Linked DNA regions of Mus musculus: region 1 is linked to region 2. The links are chromatin contacts, called in public ChIA-PET maps. All regions are on one chromosome and are shown on one strand. Each heading gives the region's core, a stretch centred on a gene start, on an enhancer-like site or on the middle of the called end of the contact. The rest is flanking DNA. Distances are from core to core; before and after follow the strand shown.

Evidence for each region. ChIA-PET counts read pairs in DNA pulled down with a chosen protein or histone mark.
Region 1: an RNA polymerase II ChIA-PET map of memory CD8 T cells shows a contact between it and region 2, with 21 read pairs. The contact joins the enhancer-like site here to the promoter of Impdh1 in region 2. A contact is called at or near these places in 1 of 39 promoter capture datasets (embryonic stem cells), 1 of 484 Hi-C or Micro-C datasets (embryonic stem cells), 2 of 115 datasets of contacts at active chromatin or transcription factors (embryonic stem cells and memory CD8 T cells) and 3 of 9 other capture datasets (adipose tissue, liver and pancreatic islet).

Annotation. Positions count from the first base shown.
Region 1 is chr6:29,412,761-29,417,126 of GRCm38.p6, forward strand. It overlaps Ccdc136 (coiled-coil domain containing 136), which reads left to right. Exons shown (of 18, transcript NM_001347071.1): 11 at 142-327; 12 at 2,026-2,220; 13 at 2,671-2,895; 14 at 4,312-4,366. Among named protein-coding and RNA genes, the nearest start is that of Flnc, 18 kb to the right of the region's middle. Within about 2 kb of position 2,906, at least 28 of the 459 cell types and tissues checked have an H3K27ac peak or open chromatin away from gene starts, as enhancers often do. A contact at or near this core is called in memory CD8 T cells, where this site is marked.
Region 2 is chr6:29,214,535-29,218,766 of GRCm38.p6, forward strand. It overlaps Impdh1 (inosine monophosphate dehydrogenase 1), which reads right to left and starts at 1,830. Exons shown (of 15, transcript NM_001302933.1): 1 at 1,538-1,830. The coding sequence starts at 1,707.

The sequences.
Region 1 (4,366 bases), core at 1,656-4,155, 200 kb after region 2:
CAGGGTGTCAAGCCTGTTAAGGATAGGTCTGTTTGGTTCTCCCTGGCTGGGATGAAGTCAGGGTCGGAAAGGTAAGGGCGGAAAGATCAATAGTGAGGCGGTAGTTGTACATGGCATGATGGCTCTGCCTTCCTTACCCAGAATTCAGGGATACACCTCCAGCTTCAGGAGATGAAGGGATTGTATCAGTTCAGCAGGGATGAGCTGGAGCGCCAGAAGCACATGTATGACCAGCTGGAGCAGGACTTCCTGCTCTGCCAGCAGGAGCTGACAGAGCTCAAGTCCAGCCAGTCCCTCTGTGAAGAGAATGGAAACTGCTCAAACAAGGTAATTGTACTTCAGAGTGCTAAGGGCTTCTGGCCAGCTTGGGAGAGAGGAGAAGCAGACAAGGTCGCCCAACTGAAGGTAGAAGACAAAGGCAGACCCATGTCTGCTGGCCTTAAAACAGTTCGTCTTGAACTTGACTTGAATAAGAACCATAGCTTAGTAGATGAATGCGTTTGATCTCAGGCAGTATGAACATGTGGTTTTTATACAACCCCATGTATATATGCATTTCTACAGTGGTATTATAACTGTACTGATGTCTCATCATTTGAAGGGAGGCACATACATACACATGTATAACTAAACTAAAAAGAATAGAGCCAGATTTCTGAAACAACTTGCAAGTGATTTTAAGGATATGGTCTGTACCTTGAATGCTGATTTGAGTATTAGAAGAACCAGTGCTCTTTTAGGATATAGTCAGACTTGAAGTAAATTCCCAAATCTTGAATTTTGCTTCAAATTAAACAAAATGCTATTCTTGTTTTGTTTTGTTTTGTTTTTTAGAGATGAGTGTTGAGACAGAGTCTTGTGTTTAGACTAGGTTACCCTTGAACTTGTGGTGATTCTCCTGCTTCCACTTCTATTGCTCAGATTATAGGCATGTACCACCATACCCAGCTTGGTACAGGACAATATTTTTGACTCACTTTCTTTAAGAAAATAATTCCAGCAATGATACATAAGGGTTTGTTGACTTTTTCTGTGGTGTATAAGATGTCAGTCAGCCATTGCCATTTACCCTGTTGAGCACTGTCAGCCCTTGATTATGATAGGAACTAGAAAGGAGTGGAGCCCCTTGGGGAAAAGGCATAAGAGTCTTGGGAGATGGTGAGCCTGGCCATGTTCTGCGAGGGTGCTCCGGCTCCTGCCTCTCCCAGTAGTAGACAGTGACCCTAGGGAAAGGCCTTTATGATATAGAGGACTGAGAAGGTCACAGTCTGGTTGCCATTCCATCCCAGGGCTTACATTTTGCCTGCTTTCTTCACTCCCACTCAGTTGAGAGATCCACTGGATCCCTGATTTGCTTCAATACCTCGTACAGTGCTAGAGCTTACAGGAAGTGAAAGGTGTGCTGCCGTACAAGTCACTGAGGTTTTACTTGATTTTAAAATACCTGGTTCTGAGAATAAGAGGCTAATGTAGCTTTAACCCAAATTCAGCAATGGCTCTTACTTTACTAAAGGTTTTACAGTATGATTAAGACTAGGGATGTAGCTCGGTGGTAGAGCACTGGCCTAGCATACATTAGGTCCTAGGTTCAATTTCCAATATGGGTGTCAAAAGTCAGGAAAACAAAAAATAAGAAAAATTATATCCAAATTAAGTCCTGATTGATGAAGTAAATAAATTAAGTCTAAAAACAATTGACAGGGTGGCTTGAACTGGTTTTCCCTGCACTGCTGGGAGCTGGAGATAGTGTGTCACAGGGAAGGGAGGGCACTGAGATCTCTGCTTCTCAAGCTACTCTCTGGGAGCGTGGCAGATGAGCTTAGTACAGTATGATGGAGTGCTCAGAACTACCTAATGGCGCCCCCTTAACATAGAGGTCTGAGCTGCACAGGGCGATCAATCCAGGTGACTGAACAAGGAAGAGAGGGGGCCGAAAAAGTGGCAGGAGGCAGGGAGCACACGGTGCTGTGCCAGCCCCTAACTATACCTTCTGTAGTAACCTTGCCCTGCACTCCTGACCCATAGTGTGATGCTCTGCTGGCCAGACTGACAGAATTGCAGGACAAGTTCAAAGCCAGCCAGGAGGAGATTGGGCACCTGCAGATGGAACAGTGTGAGCTCCTGGAGGACCAGAGGAGGCTGCAGGAGGAGCAGGGCCAGCTGCAGGAAGAGCTGCACAGGCTCACATTCCCACAGCCCAAATGTGGCATCTTGCAGAAGGTACTCATTGCCAGGGCGAGACCATTGATCAGGGGGAGGCTGCTCTGAGAGGCTTCCAGGTATAGCTGTCCATGGGGAAGAGAGGGAAGTGAGCAGTTTCCTTTCTTGCTCAGGTACCTTTTATTTTCTTACCATTCTCCCCACAGAGCTGATTTGGGTTTTTCTTCATAAAGGCTTTAAACTTTAACATTTATATTCTGAAGTCTGTGCAGTGTTATGTATTTAGCTATTTGGTCAGTCTGGAGGAAGTACACCTGAAATCAGTTTGTGAACTGTAAAATATCTACACATTGGAGTCTTTTTTTTTTCCGATTAGCAAACTTCCATGGAAAGAACCGCTTTCCCCAGAAGGGCTCTGTGAAGCAGGGAAGAGGCAGAGCCCAGCAGGGATGGGGCTGAGGAGGGCGTTTCTTCCTTAATCGCCGCCTTTCCTTCCTCCTCCCTACTCAGAGTCAGGAGCTGCTTTCAAAGCTGCAAGATCTGTGTGAAATGCAGCTGCTCTACCAAAACATGCAGGAGCAACAGCGAAAGCTGACACAAAACCAGGAGTGTGTACTGAAGGAGCAGCTAGAGGCACACAAGCATCTTCGAGGTTTCAAAGAGTCTCATTTCCAGGAAGTGTTGGCGAACCCTCAAGATGCTAGAGGGCCTAAGTCCTCCAGTTGTGAGAATAAGGTAACCACAGCAGCAGGAAGGGGTTTGGCTCTTGTGAGGACAGCTGTGCGGCAGGGAAAGGGCTCTGTAGAAGAGTTGAACCAGGAAGGCCTATTTGGATAGGAAGTAGGATGAGACTGACGCCCTTGTCAGGGTCTTCCACGGGCTCCACTACTTAGACACCCTGAGTATCTCACGCAGAGGCGCACGCTCTGCTGTGATGTTTGGATGCAGAATGATTTTCTTTTTAAAGAGCTGAAGAGAAAGCAGCATCTAGAACAGAGTTTAGGTGGCCTGGAAGGTCTGTCTGACCACTGGGTTCTATCCCCACAACATGGCATTTTCAAAATATGTGCAATCAGCTCACTGTTTGTTTTGATTCCTGTTGACCAGCCCTGAGTGTGTCATCTTTTTGTGTGGGCTAGAAAGTCTGCTCCATTGTCAGAGTCTGTAACCTTTTGAGTCTCCATAACAAATCTAGCCCCAGTCATCTCCAAGGAAAACAGTTGCAGCAGACAGGATCATGGTGCCAACTACATTATTTTACTGAACGTTGGGCCAGGTTATAGGAACTAAATAGAAAAATCATTGTTTGTCAGACACTATCAGGAGTCACTGTCATGCCTGTGAGGTAAGATGGCTAGGAATTTCTACACAAATCTGTTCAGAGTTGGGCAATAAATTTGGTCCAAGGTCTCAGTGTAAGCAAGAGCAGGTAGACAGTTTCAGTTCAGGCTAAAACTACCAGTTTTAATATTCCCATGAACAAGGAGAATCAGGAAATGGAGGAAGTCCAAACTGTGGGACTTCTTGAGCATTCCAGGGGTGTTAGATATCCAGGCTGAGAGCCTGGGTAGCATAGAAACTGGGAAGTCACGTGTAAACTGTTTCCTTGATCTAATACTGAATGTATACTTGAGGCATGGAAAACATACTTTCAGGGAGAAGGTACAGGGACTAGTGAGGAGCAAGACCTTGATTCCAAGCCTGAATCTTCCAAGAAACAAATTCATAGTCACACATTTGCAGCTGGGCTGATTGTCCCATGAGGGGTGGTGGAGAGGACTGAGCCCAAGGTCAGGATGGGGGCACTTGACTTAAGAAGATCATCGGTGTGATAGGGAGCCCGGGTGTGCGTGAGACCTACCTACACAGCTTCAGGGAGGAAGTTTCTGCCAGAGTACAGAAACCAGTAGAACGGGAGCTCTAAAATCACTTAGTATCTGTCCTGGGAGATTTTTTTCAAAGTAGCAGAAAGCTGCCCCACACCAGTCTCCTGTAGGTTAAGGCAAAGGCAAAGGCCTTGTGAAACAGAGGTAGGTGTGTGTGCTCTTCTCTCAGGTAAGCACTCACATCTGCCCTAGGAGAGGGGCAGCTGAAAGGACTGGAATATCTCACAGTAATGGTGATGTCTCCTGCCCCCTGCCTCCCCCCTAGTTCAAGGTGCTTATGGACCAGCTGCAGGCTCTGCAGGTGCTATATGACACCAGTC
Region 2 (4,232 bases), core at 580-3,079:
TCCCCTCCTCACAGCTTCAAGGGCAGGGGGCAGGCCTAAGGCAGCTGCTCAGGGGAATAGGGGAATAGTGTCCACCAGGGCACTAAAGTTCAGGCAAGCAGTCCAGAGGACTCTATCTGATCTGAGGTTGTTTAGAGGAACAAGATTTCAAAACAACACTTTTAGGGGGGAAAAGGTAAAGACAACATTAGCATTGTTATGCCGGGATAAATAGGCAGGGCTCACCCAAGTTCAAGCCAGAGAGACCAGTAATGCTGCTGGACTGAAGCCTAGGGCTTCTCAGAGAACCCTTGCCTTTTCCTACACCTTCATTCAGGTTGGTGGAGGCAGATAGAGGTCTTAGCTGGCAGGTTTTGGATTTTATACTGGCCTGGCTGGGGTCCAAGTTTACACAGGCCATTCTGAGCCTAAGTGGGGGGCGGGAAGTGTGGGGTTGGCACTGTCCCTTTGATGCAGCAGTACATCTGAAAAAGAGATGCACCTGCCTGAACTCTGAGATTCTACAGTCCTAGTTTCCTTCGAGCTCACAAGTACCGTGGCCCGCTTCCTCCCATATAGTGGCACCTCTCTAAAACCCCAAGCCCTCCAAACTAGATTTCTATTATAGAAAAACGGATGGCAGGTTGCTTAAGCCTAAGTCAGTTCTAAAGAGACAGCCAGCAACGGCAGGAGGGGCTGGGCTTCGTAGCCCCAAAAGCCGTTAAAAGTTCTTACATAAGCGGCCAAACCCTGGGCAGAAGAACTACCTGGCTAATTCCCCAGACCACCCTCCCCTCAAAACCCAGCTGCCAGATCACCTCCCCAAGCTGCTGAGCACCAGCAGATGGGGTAGAGAAAGAAGTCCAAATCCCCTGGACCGGAAGGACAGTAGGATTGCATTTCAAACTGCGATACAATCCAGAGATTAGCCGCTGTCTCTTTTTTCAGCTCGTTCCCTTGAGGCCCAGTTCACTGCCCCAACTCTTTCTCCAGGGACCCTCATTCATTGCCTTTCAGACCCCCTGCATTGGGGTACAAGTCTTTCCAAGGAGTGAACAGCAGCCGCCTCACTGGATCTCAGTGCCTGGTGAGAAAGTGCAAGTACCTTCCCCTAGTCCTAGGGAGACACTCAATCCGGACACCCACACCTATTGAATACATTCTAGGAAGAAGAAAGCTGAGGAGAAAGCGCCGTTGGACCGGGACTCCAACAAGCACTTTTTGTACCCCAGAGGTCGGAGCCACTTGTACCAAGCGTCGCTGAGTGTGTAGTATAGGTCGGATCTTAGATAAAATGTTAGGGAGCGATATTACAACCTGCGCCCTCTCTCCAGCTCCCCGGAGTAACGCGGCACTGAACTGTTTGCACAGTGCCCGCCTGCATCCGCCAGCCAAGAGTCAGGTGTATGACAGTCTAACTGCGTCTGGGGAAGTGCAATGGCAGTAGAGGGGACCTGCCTCTGGCCTCCCCCGCAGCGCTACCCGGTCTCCCGGCGTTGCCGCGCCCTTCTCTGCCGCCCGCCCCGGATGCGCCCGCGCGCCTTGCCCTGGGCGTCACCTCTCCGGCTCGTAGCCGGCCTGCAGCAGGCGGGCGCTGTACCGCTGCGCCGCGGTCTCATGTCCCGGGTGTTGCCGGGCTCCGGGCTCTGGAGCGGCAGCCGCTCCACCTCCCTGCAGCAGCGGCGAGAGCAGCCCGGACTCCGGTGGGGGTGAGAGCGGTTCCTCCATGCCATGCGGAGGCCGCAGCTCTAGGCGGCGGGAGCCTCTCCGCGTGGAGGCTCCCGAACCGGCGTAGGCAATAAGAGCCCCAGTCCGCTCCCGGAGGGAGCGGGGTAGTGGGCGGGGTCTACTGGAAGGGGCGGGGCTGGTTGTTGGGAGGCGGGGCTCTGGAAGAGCTGGTTTGGGGTCCTGGAGTCCATAGGGCTCCGCCCTTGGCACTACGCTCTGTTCCGCCCCCATGAGACGCCACTCAGGCTGAAAAGTAAGCAGATGAGCAGATGGTGAGGTGGAGCGAGGTTTGTGTTCTTCAAGGACCCAACTGAAGAGGACCCTCCGCTGTACCCTGTGTCGTGCACCTTCGAGTTTCTCCTGGTTTCATCTGAGGAAAAGGAGCGCAAACACCAGGGTAATGAACTATTATTGCATGGCCTCTTGGAGTGCTTCCAGTCCTGGGCAAGAGAGGTGGGACACTCCAGCAAGCCCTACCTATTCAACAACCCTCACCATTTCTTTATACTGCTACCCAGGGAAGACAAACAGGCTACTAGCTCCTGAAGGAAAAGACCCTAGTCTTGCCCTGCTTATAGTCTTCCTTTACAGGGAAGTAGGGCTGAGCACACACGCACTAACTCGCATTTGCTCATCTGCTGCCTAGAAAACACTTTCTATTTCAGCTTTGTTACTATTGTCAGCTTTCATAAAGCAACTCTCTGGGAAAGCAAGAAGAGTTACTGCCTTCGGGCAATTTGTTCGAGGAGGCCGAGTAGATAGAAAACAAACAACTGACAATTCTTACACTGAATACTTTTTTTTTTTTTTTAACATCTGACGATCTCAGGAATAAATAATAGACGCTTGGTGATCTGGGGCTGTTAAGATGGCTCAGTGATTAAGAGCACGGGTTGCTTTTCCATAGGACCCTGGTTCAATTCCTAGCACCCATATGGCAGCTTACAACTGTCAGGTTGTAACAGGTGATTCGTTGCCTTCTTCTGGGTTCTACAGGCACTGCATGAACATGCTGCACAGATATACATGTAGAAAGACACCTACACACATAAAATAAATAAAGTTGGATGATCTGCTGGCACTAAGATCCATTTCAAGAACCCAAAATTATGGTCTTTGTGTTGGCTAGTTTGATGTCAACTTGACAGAAGTTAACTCTGCCCTTGGTACCAGACTCTGTCGTGGGCACACACCCCTCCCCCCATCTGAACCAAGTAAATGTCAATTGAGAAAATGATAAAATGACTAAGATCAGGCTGTAGAGCATTTGCTTAGTGGTTGGGAGGCCCCAGCCTACTGTGGGTGGTGCCATCCCTGGGCAGGTGGTCCTGGGTTCTATAAGAAAGTAAGCTGAGCAAGCCATGAAGATCATGGCACCTCCCCATGGCCTCTGCATCAGTCAGTTTCTGCTTCCAGATTCCAGCCCTGTGCCGGGCGTGGTGGCGCACGCCTTTAATCCCAGCACTCGGGAGGCAGAGGCAGGCGGATTTCTGAGTTCAAGGCCAGCCTGGTCTACAAAGTGAGCTCCAGGACAGCCAGGGCTATACAGAGAAACCCTATCTCGAAAAAAAACCAAAAAAAAAAAAAAAAAAAAAAAAAAAAAAAAGATTCCATTCCAGCCCTGCTTGAGTTCCTGTTCCAACTTCCTTCAATGATGAACCACAATGTGAAGTATAAGCCAAATAAACCCTTTCCTCTCCAATATGATTTTGGTCATGGTGTTTCATCACAGCAACAATAACCCTAAGTAGGACAGCCATTAATCCAAACACTCAGAAGGCGGAGCTACAATGATCTCTGTGAGCTCAAGGCCAGTCTGGACTACATAGCAAGTTCCAATCCAGCCAGGGATGCACAGTTAAACCTATCTCAAATAAATACATACATACATACATACATACATACATACATACATACATAAGCAAGCAAAGACAGACAGACAGAAAGAAAGAAAGAAAGAAAGAAAGAAAGAAAGAAAGAAAGGAAAGAAGGAAGGAAGGAAGGAAGGAAGAAAGAAAGAAAGAAAGAAAGAAAGAAAGAAAGAAAGAAAGAAAGAAAGAAAGAAAGGCAAGCAAGCAGAATTAGGCCACACTAGGTGGTGCAGGACTGTAAGTAATCTCAGCTACCTCAGAGGTTGAGGTAATAGGAACACAGCAATTGTGGTGGTTTGCATATGCTTGGCCCAGGGAGTGGCACTATTAGGAGGTATAGCTTTATTGGAGTAGGTGTGGCCTTGTCGGCAGAAGTGTGTCACTGAAGAAGTGGGCTTTGAGACCCTCCTCCTAGCCACATGAGAGCCAGTCTTCTCCTGTCCGTCTTTGGATCAAGGTATAGAAATTTTGGTTCCTACAGTCCCACATCTGCCTGGACGCTGCCATCCTCCTGCCTGGATGATAGTGAATTGAACCTCCGAATCTGTAAGCTAGACTCAATTAAATGTTGCCTTGGCAAAAGACACCGTCAATAAGACAAAAAGACCACCAACAGATTGGGAAAGGATCTTTACCTATCCTAAATCAGATAGG